2 separate regions of the Rattus norvegicus genome follow, and region 2 is linked to region 1. Evidence: chromatin contacts called from public Hi-C data. All regions are on one chromosome and are shown on one strand. Each heading gives the region's core, a stretch centred on a gene start, on an enhancer-like site or on the middle of the called end of the contact. The rest is flanking DNA. Distances are from core to core; before and after follow the strand shown.

Region 1 (4,817 bases), core at 1,041-3,540:
AGTCAGGTAGTGGACCAGGAGGCCAAAGAAAGCTGTCCTGCAGCGCCACCTAATGGTCACATGGTTGCAATGTGGACAGACATGCGATGAATTTATTTCCTTCCTCAAGAAATGTTGGACAAACGATACCTACGTCAGAAAATGAAGTTTACTCATGTGAAACACAACAGGGACTTGACTCTTGTTAGAGTTTGTTATTACAAGTGTCTCCCTTCTGGACTAGTTAGTAGAGTTTTGACAATGAGGATTGTCCAGGGAAAAATCAGCTGTTTCTTTGTGTCACGTTCTACAGCATCAGGTATGCCAAAAAATATAAATAAAAAAATTAATAAAAAAACCTCTCAGTACCTGTTGGTCCAATGAGTCCAGATGTTCATTTTCACTCCTCATTCACAGACTGGCTGGAGCTTCATGACTTCCACAGGTGCTGGTTAGAAGCCTCCACAAGTGAAATAAATCGGGCAGAGTTTCTCCTCACAGCCAAAAAAGAATTTCTTCAGTGTTTGGAGGTTAGAAAGCCTGTCTGGCACTCAAGAGTCTCTGCATTTGATCACCAGCACTGCAAAAACACACCAAAGTAGTGAAGAAGAGACACTTCTAGACTAGAGATTCTCAGCCTTTTTGATTTAATAAGCCCTTTTCAATCTTAAAAACTCAGGGCTGGAGAGAAGGTTCAAGGATTAAGAACACTAGATGTTCTTCCAACAGACCTGGGTTCTGTTCCCAACACCTCCACTATGGCTCACATCAGTCTGTAACTCCTTTTTTAAAAAGATTTATTTATTTGTACATATAATACGCTGTCACTGTCTTCAGACACACCAGAAGAGGGCGTCAGATCCCATTACAGATGGTTGTGAGCCACCACGTGGGTGCTGAGAATTGAACTCAGGACCACTGGAGGAGCAGTCAGTGCTCTTAACCACTGAGCCATCCCTCCAGCTCGCAGTCTGTAACTCCTTTCCAGGGAATCTGCTCACTTCTGACCTCCAAAGGGACAAGGTACGCCTGTGGTGCACAGACAGACATATATGCAGGCAAAAATCCATGTATTTTTTTAAAAATTAAAAACAAAAACAAAAGCTCAGGTAACCAGAGAACATTTATGTGTAGTATTTATCAAGAGAATATTTACATCTATGTGTAATATTGATTGTAATATTTATTGATTTATCAGACTAAACACTGAACTTTTTTCAATATTAGGGATTAAATCTAAGCATTCTACCACCAAGCTATTAATACATCCTAGCTCTCCTTATTATATGTAACCCAGAATTATGGTCTAGAATTTGGAATGTAGCTATATGATCTAAGCTGACCTGAAACTTGCCATTCTCCTGCCTCAGCTTCCCAAGTGCTGGTATTCTACGTGTCATATTACTGTGCCCAGCAGTATTCACTGATTTACTTAACAACCAACTCATTGCTTAACAACATAAACAGCATTTTGCAGCAAATAACTGTATTTTTCGAAACAAAATCACGTGTTTGCAAATGTCTTTATTTCTCTGTTTTGTTTTGGGGGATTTTTGTTTTTCTGGGATTTTTTGTTTGTTTGTTTAGGTTTTTCTTTTGGTTTGATTTTTGGTTTGGCTTGAATTTGTTTGTTTGTTTGTTTGTTTGTTTGTTTGTTTGAAACAGCGTCTTGCTATGTAGCCCAAGTTGGCCTGAAACTCACAGCAAATACTCTCTGTTCAGTCTCCCAAGTAGTAAGATTACAAAGTTCGACACCTAACCTCCTTGGCAAATGTCTTTAATGATTCTCATACAGATTCTTACAGTGCGCAGGACCGGTGTATTGCTTTGAAGTTCATGAAAAACTGTCTAAGCCTAGCAGAGTGATTTGGGTCTATAATTCCGGCCCTTGGGAGGCCCAGAGAAAAGGATCAGGAATTCAAAGTCATTCTCAGCTACAATCGAGTTCAAAGACAGTCTGGACTATATGTGTCCTTGTCTTAAAAGAAAATAAAAAGAACCATTTCTTTTGCAGGAACTCAGACTATTCAACACTTAGCCCCTGGACAGAATTGACCAATGAGGCTAGAAGTCGAGTCTGTCCACACAGCCTGGGTCACAAGAGACCTGTTACTGAGAAATTGAACAACTGTGGCTTCTGCGCCTCGGACACGCTCCTAGTTCCCGGCTCCTCTAGGACTAGAGGAAAGCCATTGAGCCTGCGTTCTAACGTGGTACTTCCGCTCGCTGCGGAACCCTGGGTTCCGGCTCCAGTTTCTGCCGAGGAGCGAACACCGCCAGGGCGGAAGTAACTCGCAGCGTGTGGGCGGGGCTTGGCAGCATGTCGGCGGCGTTGTTACGGCGCGGCTTGGAGCTTTTAGAGGCGTCCGAGGGTAAGGAGGGCTTATCCTGCGTGGTCGCGCTGTGAAGGAGGGCCGACTGGGCGGGTGGAAAGGGAAAGCGCGTCCTCCAACTCGGTCCTTCGTTGCCTTTCCCTACAGCTCCTCGTGCCGTACCCGGCCAGGCCAAGGCGAGCGGGACTCCGGTGAAGCAGACCCGGAGGGCGAGAGCCAAGGCCAAACAGGCCGTGAAACTACGGAACTCAGCGAAGGGAAAAGTACCTAAGTCCGCATTAGGTGAGCTGGGAAAGAAGACTCCGAGTGCTTCGCAGGATTTGGGGCAGCGCCTTCGAGTTGGTGTTCCAGAAGTTACCCGAGATTCAACAAGGAAAAGATAAAAAGTGTTAAAATGGTGGGGGACAGGTTTCGAGCCCAGGGAATCTAATTTCCATGTCTGGGCTCTTAGCTGTGTTTCTTTGCTGCTATCTGCTATGTAGCCGTCAACAGATTGAGGGAAAGAGGGGAAAACCTGGTAGTGGTGGCATTCCCTGTAATCCCTGCCCTTGGGAGGTGGAGGCAGGAGAATCAGAAGTGCTGTTACTTTCCTGACTACCTGATGAGTTCAGGGCAAGACCTGATCGTGGGAGCAAATGAAACGCAAGATCCAGCCCTAGTGAGCTCTAACCTTAGCGGGGAGAGAAGCATCAGCAGGTTTTTGCCAAGTGCGTGAGGCTTGTGAGATAAAAGACTCTAGAGTGCACCGAGGGAGAATCAAACTAACAAGCCAAATTGGAAGAAATGTTAAGGCTGAGCACCTGAGAGAGTGTAAGAGCTGCCAGGTAAAAAGGAGGGTTGCTTTACCCAGAAAGGCATGAGAATTTGGAAGAAAGAAGGCTAATGGGTAATAAGTCATGAGCAAGAGTCAAGACGGAGTATATCAGTCAGGGATAGAGGGCTGGCTCAATGGTTAAGAGCACTTGATGCTCTTGCAGAGGATCTGGAGCTCCCGAAACCCACATGGCTGGCTGCACACAGTTCCCTGTAACTTCAGGTCCGGGAATTAGATACCCTTTTCTGACTCCACAGACCCTCACTTGGGGTGCACATACATATACTTAAGCACGAATGAGTGGGTATATAAATGAAGCATTCAGCCAACAGTTAGCCTGAGCACCGTCAAAGTGTTGACTCATTTGACCCTCACAGCAGCCCTGTGAGGTGAGCAATTATAGAAACAGGCGCCTGCCCAGGTGGTGCAAGTGGAAGTGAGGCAGTGTGTCCCTGTGCTGTCGTTCTTAATGTGCTCTGCTCAGGTGACAGTGCCTTCCATCACAGTAGGGATAGCAGAGAAGTGAGTTGATGTGCTTTACCGGTGAACTGTCTGCAAAGCAGAAGGCTTGTTTCAAATAGAGCATCTTAGGGGATGTGGCTCAGTAAGACTTGAGAAGGGACACAGGATGGTTATACTGCTTTCTTCTTTGACTCCATGGGCTCTATAAAGGGAGCTGAGGTGTTTGGGTTTCATTGTTTGTTTCTCCCAGCTTGGGCGATGGTGGTGTTGTTTTGACTTAGTTTGTTTTGACAAGATCTCGCCCTGTGCCTCAGGCTGGCCTGGACCTCACTGTGCAGCACAGGCTAACCATGAACTTAAATGTCTTCCTGTTTCAGCTTCCTAAGCGCTAGGATGATAGGCATGCACCACCACACCCATGTGAGCCCTTCTTAAAAGGTTTGAAGTTCAAGAGGAAACATGGTGAGCAGAGGTGGAGCGAGGAGGCATGTGTGACACTAGTGGTTTGCGCCAGTTCCCATGTCAAAGTGCCTTCCTGCCTGGTTATTGGGGTTCCCTTTACTTCTGTCCTGAGGCAGGAGCTCCTCAAGACACAGGACTAACCTCCCACCCCCGACCCTGGATTTTCTGTGGTCCCAGTGGGTGACCAGTGCACAGCCTAGTATATAGTGGGTAGGTAGGAATGGCAGAACAGTAACCAGGCACAGTGATGGTGGTGCAATCCTTTAATCCCAGCACTCAGGTGGCAGAGGCCTGCCTGATCTACAGAGTGAGTCTGCCCCCAGACCCTAAGAAAAAAAAGGATACTCTCTAAAATGCTTGCTACCGTGCTTCTCAGTTCTTTTCCTGTAGAAATGAAAACTGGAAGCCTATGCGTCCTGTGTGCCAGATGCACGGCAATGCTCAGGGTAGACCTTGTGTTATTTGTTGGTGGTGATAGATTTTTATCATGCTGTTTTTAAACATAACCCTTTCTGATCTGGCTACACATCTAGGAGCAGTTTTCCTGTCTCAGCCTCTCCAGTACTGGCATCACAGGTACATACCAGCATGGCTGGCTTAAGACACAGTCCCATGACCAACTGAAGCTATCCAATAGGGTCTGTGGATTTGCAGCAGACAGGACCTATGGGAAATGTAGATTTGGTTAAAAAGAGGCCAGGCTGTTGAAATATTCTCTTCCTTGGAAAGGACAGTGAGGTTTTCAGCAGGGTAAGGGATCCAGAGGC
Region 2 (4,817 bases), core at 1,286-3,785, 410 kb before region 1:
TGGTTTGGGCCAAATTCTACCCACCAAGAAGGCAGAACCAAAGCCAGGCTTTCAACAAGGCCCTGTTCCCTGTGTGGCTGCCAGGCTGCCGCCACCCCACCAGTGGGACTCCTGAGCTTTGTCAGCCTCAGCTTCCAGCTGTCTGGAGCCCTGTTACAATGTTTTGGGCTCACTAATTAGGCATCATTAAACAGGAGGCCCCCTGGTTGCACTGGCAGACACAGGAAGCCAACAGTGCCCAGGCAGGCCACTTCCTCTCCAGACTCTTCAGCCTCAAGTGCAGAGCCCTGTCTGTGCTCCTGCAGGGTGGAGCTCACTGCTGGAACTCACTTCCTACTCATCTACTATGGCATCTGTACTGACACAAGGGGACACGCAAGCTGGCTCTCTAGGGAACGTATATACCCACATGAGCGAGACCAACTCATTCACCCACCATGGAGCACACCTGACCTGCTAGGACGTTGAGTGCAGCAATTCTGCCTAGGATCTTAGGCCAGCTTTCCTCTGCCCCAAGGCATGCTTCTGGGATGACTTCCCCTGCACTAAGTTGGTGTTAATTAGTGAAAATGATCTAATGCAAGCTCATTTTAACATTAGCTTAAAGCCAAACATAATTAGGAAGATAAATCAGCTACTAAAAAAAAAAATCCAATGAAGATACACAAACGAGTTTTCGGATCATCCACTAGTCTAGGTTATGTCCTTGTACCGGAGGCCCTGTGCAAGGCACGGAGAGCTAGGCACAGGGAGCTAGGCAGGGAGAGCTAGGCAGGGAGAGCTAGGCAGGGAGAGCTAGGCAGGGAGAGCTAGGCACAGGGAGCTAGGCAGGGAGAGCTAGGCACAGGGAGCTAGGCACAGGGAGCTAGGCAGGGAGAGCTAGGCAGGGAGAGCTAGGCAGGGAGAGCTAGGCACATCTCAAGAAATGCCTGATTAGGTGCTTCCTGATGGACCTGCCAGAGTGGGCCAACAGTTGAAGGTTGGCCTGGAAGGTTCTGAGAAGCAGCAGGAGTGATCTGAGGTCACTGTCAGGTGATATGGCCTTGGGAGGGCTTCCCCAGAGAGATGGGGTGTGTAAAGGGAGATGCCTGACTGGAGTAAGGGGGTAGACTCGGGGAGGGGCTGGCAGGTGAAGGCAGTCAGGCCATAAACTTGGAGGGGAGCTGTCAACTCACAGTGCTCAAGGCCTTCAGCCTTACACACAGCCCACTCACCGCCTGCCCTGTCCTGCACAAACAGCTGACTTAGGCTTCAGTGAGCCTTGGCTCACTGGGAACTCAGTAGACATAGGCAAGCCTACTCTCAGGCTCATGTCAGTTACCATCCGGTTCCACTACTGACCAGCAGTGTGACCTCATCCTCTCTGACCCTCCGTTCCCTCAGCTATAAAATAGTCAATTGCTGGACTGTTATTGCATAGTCTAAAGGGCTGTTGGGCTGGAGATGTAGTTTAGTGAGTGAAGCTTGTTCCCAGCACACACAGCCCCGGGCTGGATCTTCAGCATTGCAAAAACCAAATATCTAGCTTAAGTACCCAATAAATAATAGCTATCAATACCATATCCCCACATGCCATTCCTCACTGTATCTTCTTTTGGCCTCACCCATTAGAGACCTAGGCAAGGCTCACATTAATTCACCTGTCAATTTCTGGTAACTGGCACATAATAAGACACACTGAGTGGCAGTGCCAATGGGGGATTCTCTGGACAGTGAAAACCCCTTGGGAGGAGAAGCTAAAGTCTTCCCCACTCTGCCCTCCAGGAGCTACAGAAAGGAGGAGTCCTGGTCTCACCTTCTAACCCACCACACAACTAACAGAGAGAGAGAGAGAGAGAGAGAGAGAGAGAGAGAGAGAGAGAGAGAGAGAAAGAGAGAGAGAGAGACTGACTTATCCAGAGCCTCCCACGTGCCCAGCACAACGATGGCCAGCCAGCAAACAGTATCCAGGGTGAGAGTACAGATCATCAGGAAGCTGGGCCAGAGACACTGATCATTAGAAAGCCATCGGCCCTCTTCCAGAGCTAAAATTCTGGGATCATTAGCAAGTGAGGACTCCATGGAGTTCAGAGAAGGAAAGGGAAATCTGGAGAAAGCCAGAGCTCCAAGTAAGGCTGACTGCTCAGTGTACCTGAGGAGTTGGGGTAGGGGATACCTAGGGTATGCTAGTCAATGCCAGGAGCCAGGGCAGGCAGTTAGCCCTGCAAGACCTCTGTTCTTTTCCCTGCTTTCTCCCAGCTCAGATTGGCGGCTAGCCCCAGAACAGGCTCGGCTTTGTACACTCCATGAGGAGGAAGGGCTGGCCAGCAGCCAGCCAAACGGGGGCAGCATCCTGAGGGCTGAGAATGTGGAGGGGGAGGGGCGTTAGTATGGGAATTCCTAAAAGGGTCCTTGCCTTTTAGAGAAATCACAAGACCAGGGGCTACATCCCCAAAGAGGACGATATGGAGACTCTACTCACACGCCCTATGTTATGCCTGTGTTACCTGCCCCGACACTGCCTTCTCTCCCTGACTCAGCCCAGATCAGGGCAGCTAACAGTCACGGACTTGTCTGTCTCCAAAGCCAGTTTACAAGCCTCCAGGATCGGACTGGCAAAGCATACCGATGACAAATACATTTTGAATGTTTCTGGAAGTTCCAGAGGGAAGAGAAAGTACAAAGTACAGTTCCCAAGAATAACGTGCACTTGCCCAAGGACAGACACATCTGGGTGGGCTTTTGGTCTTGGAACCTCAAATGTCCCATGAGCCTCAGGGTTAAAGGAAACAGGCTCTCTCCTTTCTCAACAGTTTTAACCTTGCCTCACAGAAATCCTTTTGTCTGCCTGTATCACTCACTCTTCTCAAGACACACTCCTTGAGGTGATTCTTAGTACAACCTTGAAAACATCACAGCAAAAATTACCCCCATGTTATAGATACAGAGATAGAGGCCCAGCTAAGTTAAATAATTAGCCCTGGGTCAAGCAAGTAAAAGAGGCAGCTAGAGTGAGCAAGAATGAGGGTTCTCCCCTTCCTGGCTTCCAGCATCAGATGCCTTTCTCTGGTGATGGCTTGGATTCTCTGAGATTTCTGGCCAACAGACCCTGCTTTACAACCAGGAATCCCAGAGATCAAGAATGTGTATTAAAGCCCCACTTCCTATGCTCTACTCTGGGACTAGTGGAAGGGCACACTTTTGTCAGAATTTTAGGAACCCATAGTGTAAGATTTCTAAGAGGCTAACCCACCCTCCCCAAAGAGAGAAAGGGACCAAGCTACAGTCAGCTTAGCAGCCTAGTTCACTTCCAGCTGGTGACTCCTCTCCCCGGAAGCTGGAGGTCCCTATAGTCAAAGGTCTGGGGACTGTTGCTAGACTCTGGCTGAGCCCATGAAGGTAGTCAGGCCTTTCCAGTGTACCTCAAGTAAACTCCCCCCCCCGCCCCCCCCCCCCCCCCCCCGTGTAAGAGGCAGGGTGGGGCGGGGTGGATGTTTCCATGCTTTTGTGTTACTCCCTACTCATAGGAGAGTCCAAAGGGATTCCAGCCTAAGGGTTTGGGTGTCACAGGCTAAGGGCCATCTTCCTCTACCTTCATCAAAGCATGGCCAACAAGTACACTAAGAGGGGGATTGCCTAGCAGGTGCTGAGTTTCTATACAGAAACAGAGAATGGATCTCCCCAGAGCCTCAGGCCCTGAGTCTCACAACTCCCAGTGCAGCTCCCCTTTCTTGCTCACACAAAGAAGCAGCCATTTATCAGGACAATTAACATGTCTGCTGCTGGTAAGCTTAGCTTCCACAGACGACCCCTCCTTTCCTAAAGTCTCTAAAAACCTAGACACTGTCCCATCTATTTTATTGGTCAGCAGACTCAAGTGGGAAGAGATTCATCCAAAGAAGACCAGCTCCTAAGAGGATGACTGGATCAAGACAGAAGATATAAGACCCTTCAACTCCAAAGCCTGCCTTTGGTCACTGTCCTGAGAGTTGGGCTCCATTATTCAGAGATCTCAGCTCCCCAAAGCAGTGACTGAGCACAGAGACAGACTTAAAACTCCATAGACAAAGTGCCTAGAGATGTCAGGGGAAGCCCAGACAAGCCAGGGCAAGAACCAGAGCAGAGGGCTGTTCAGCTAGAACTGTATCAGGGCTGCTACCCATAAGCTCGCATGGGACAAGGACCCCAGAACTGCCCACGTGTGTTTGAGACAACGGTCATGCAGACTAATCACTTGTGGGAGGGCAGAAGAGTTGAGAGGGGAGAATATGTGTGAACTGCAGACCCCTGGGCTACTCGGAGAGGCTGCCTTTGGCTCTGTGCATTTAAATTAGCTTCTCTGAGCAGCTCAGGCTTGGGCATGGTGACACACGCCTATACTGAGGAGGCCGATGTGGAAGGATCATTGCAGGTTTGAGGCTAGTTTGTACTATGTAGTAATACAACTTGAGCTACAGAGAGTGTCCCGGTTGTTTTGAAAAGTGTGGGAGAGGGGCAGTTCAGCTAATCAATTGCCCTGCTGAGGTAGAAAGGGAGAAGGATGAGACAAAGGGAGCTAGAAAAAGACCAGTGATGAGTGCGGTGAAAGTGAGCAAGTGTATTATCCAACTCTACAATCGTAAACACTATGAAAGTTTCCCTTTCCTTTTTCAGTTTTCATACCTATGTGGTGTGCATGTATATTAGCACACATGTGTGTGGGTGCACATGTATGTGCATGTTGGGAATCATGCTTGACAGCTCTTCCAACTTGATTCTTTGAGACAAGGTCTCTCAATTGCACTCAGGGCGTGTCCAATGCTAATCTTGCTAACCAGTTTGCTCTGGGATTACCTGTC

What was found. A called contact is a pair of places that touch in the nucleus more often than the background predicts.
Region 2: a contact with region 1 is called in a Hi-C map of hepatocytes, with 2.6 times the contacts expected there. The contact joins the enhancer-like site here to the promoter of Rps19bp1 in region 1. A contact is called at or near these places in 1 of 12 Hi-C or Micro-C datasets (hepatocytes) and 1 of 1 datasets of contacts at active chromatin or transcription factors (oligodendrocytes).

What each region holds. Positions count from the first base shown.
Region 1 is chr7:113,690,496-113,695,312 of GRCr8, reverse strand. It overlaps Rps19bp1 (ribosomal protein S19 binding protein 1), which reads left to right and starts at 2,290. Exons shown (of 4, transcript NM_001420251.1): 1 at 2,290-2,351; 2 at 2,460-2,594. The coding sequence starts at 2,300.
Region 2 is chr7:114,096,674-114,101,490 of GRCr8, reverse strand. The region is part of intron 1 of Fam83f (family with sequence similarity 83, member F); the gene reads right to left. Among named protein-coding and RNA genes, the nearest start is that of Fam83f, 7.7 kb to the right of the region's middle. Within about 2 kb of position 2,535, at least 10 of the 93 cell types and tissues checked have an H3K27ac peak or open chromatin away from gene starts, as enhancers often do.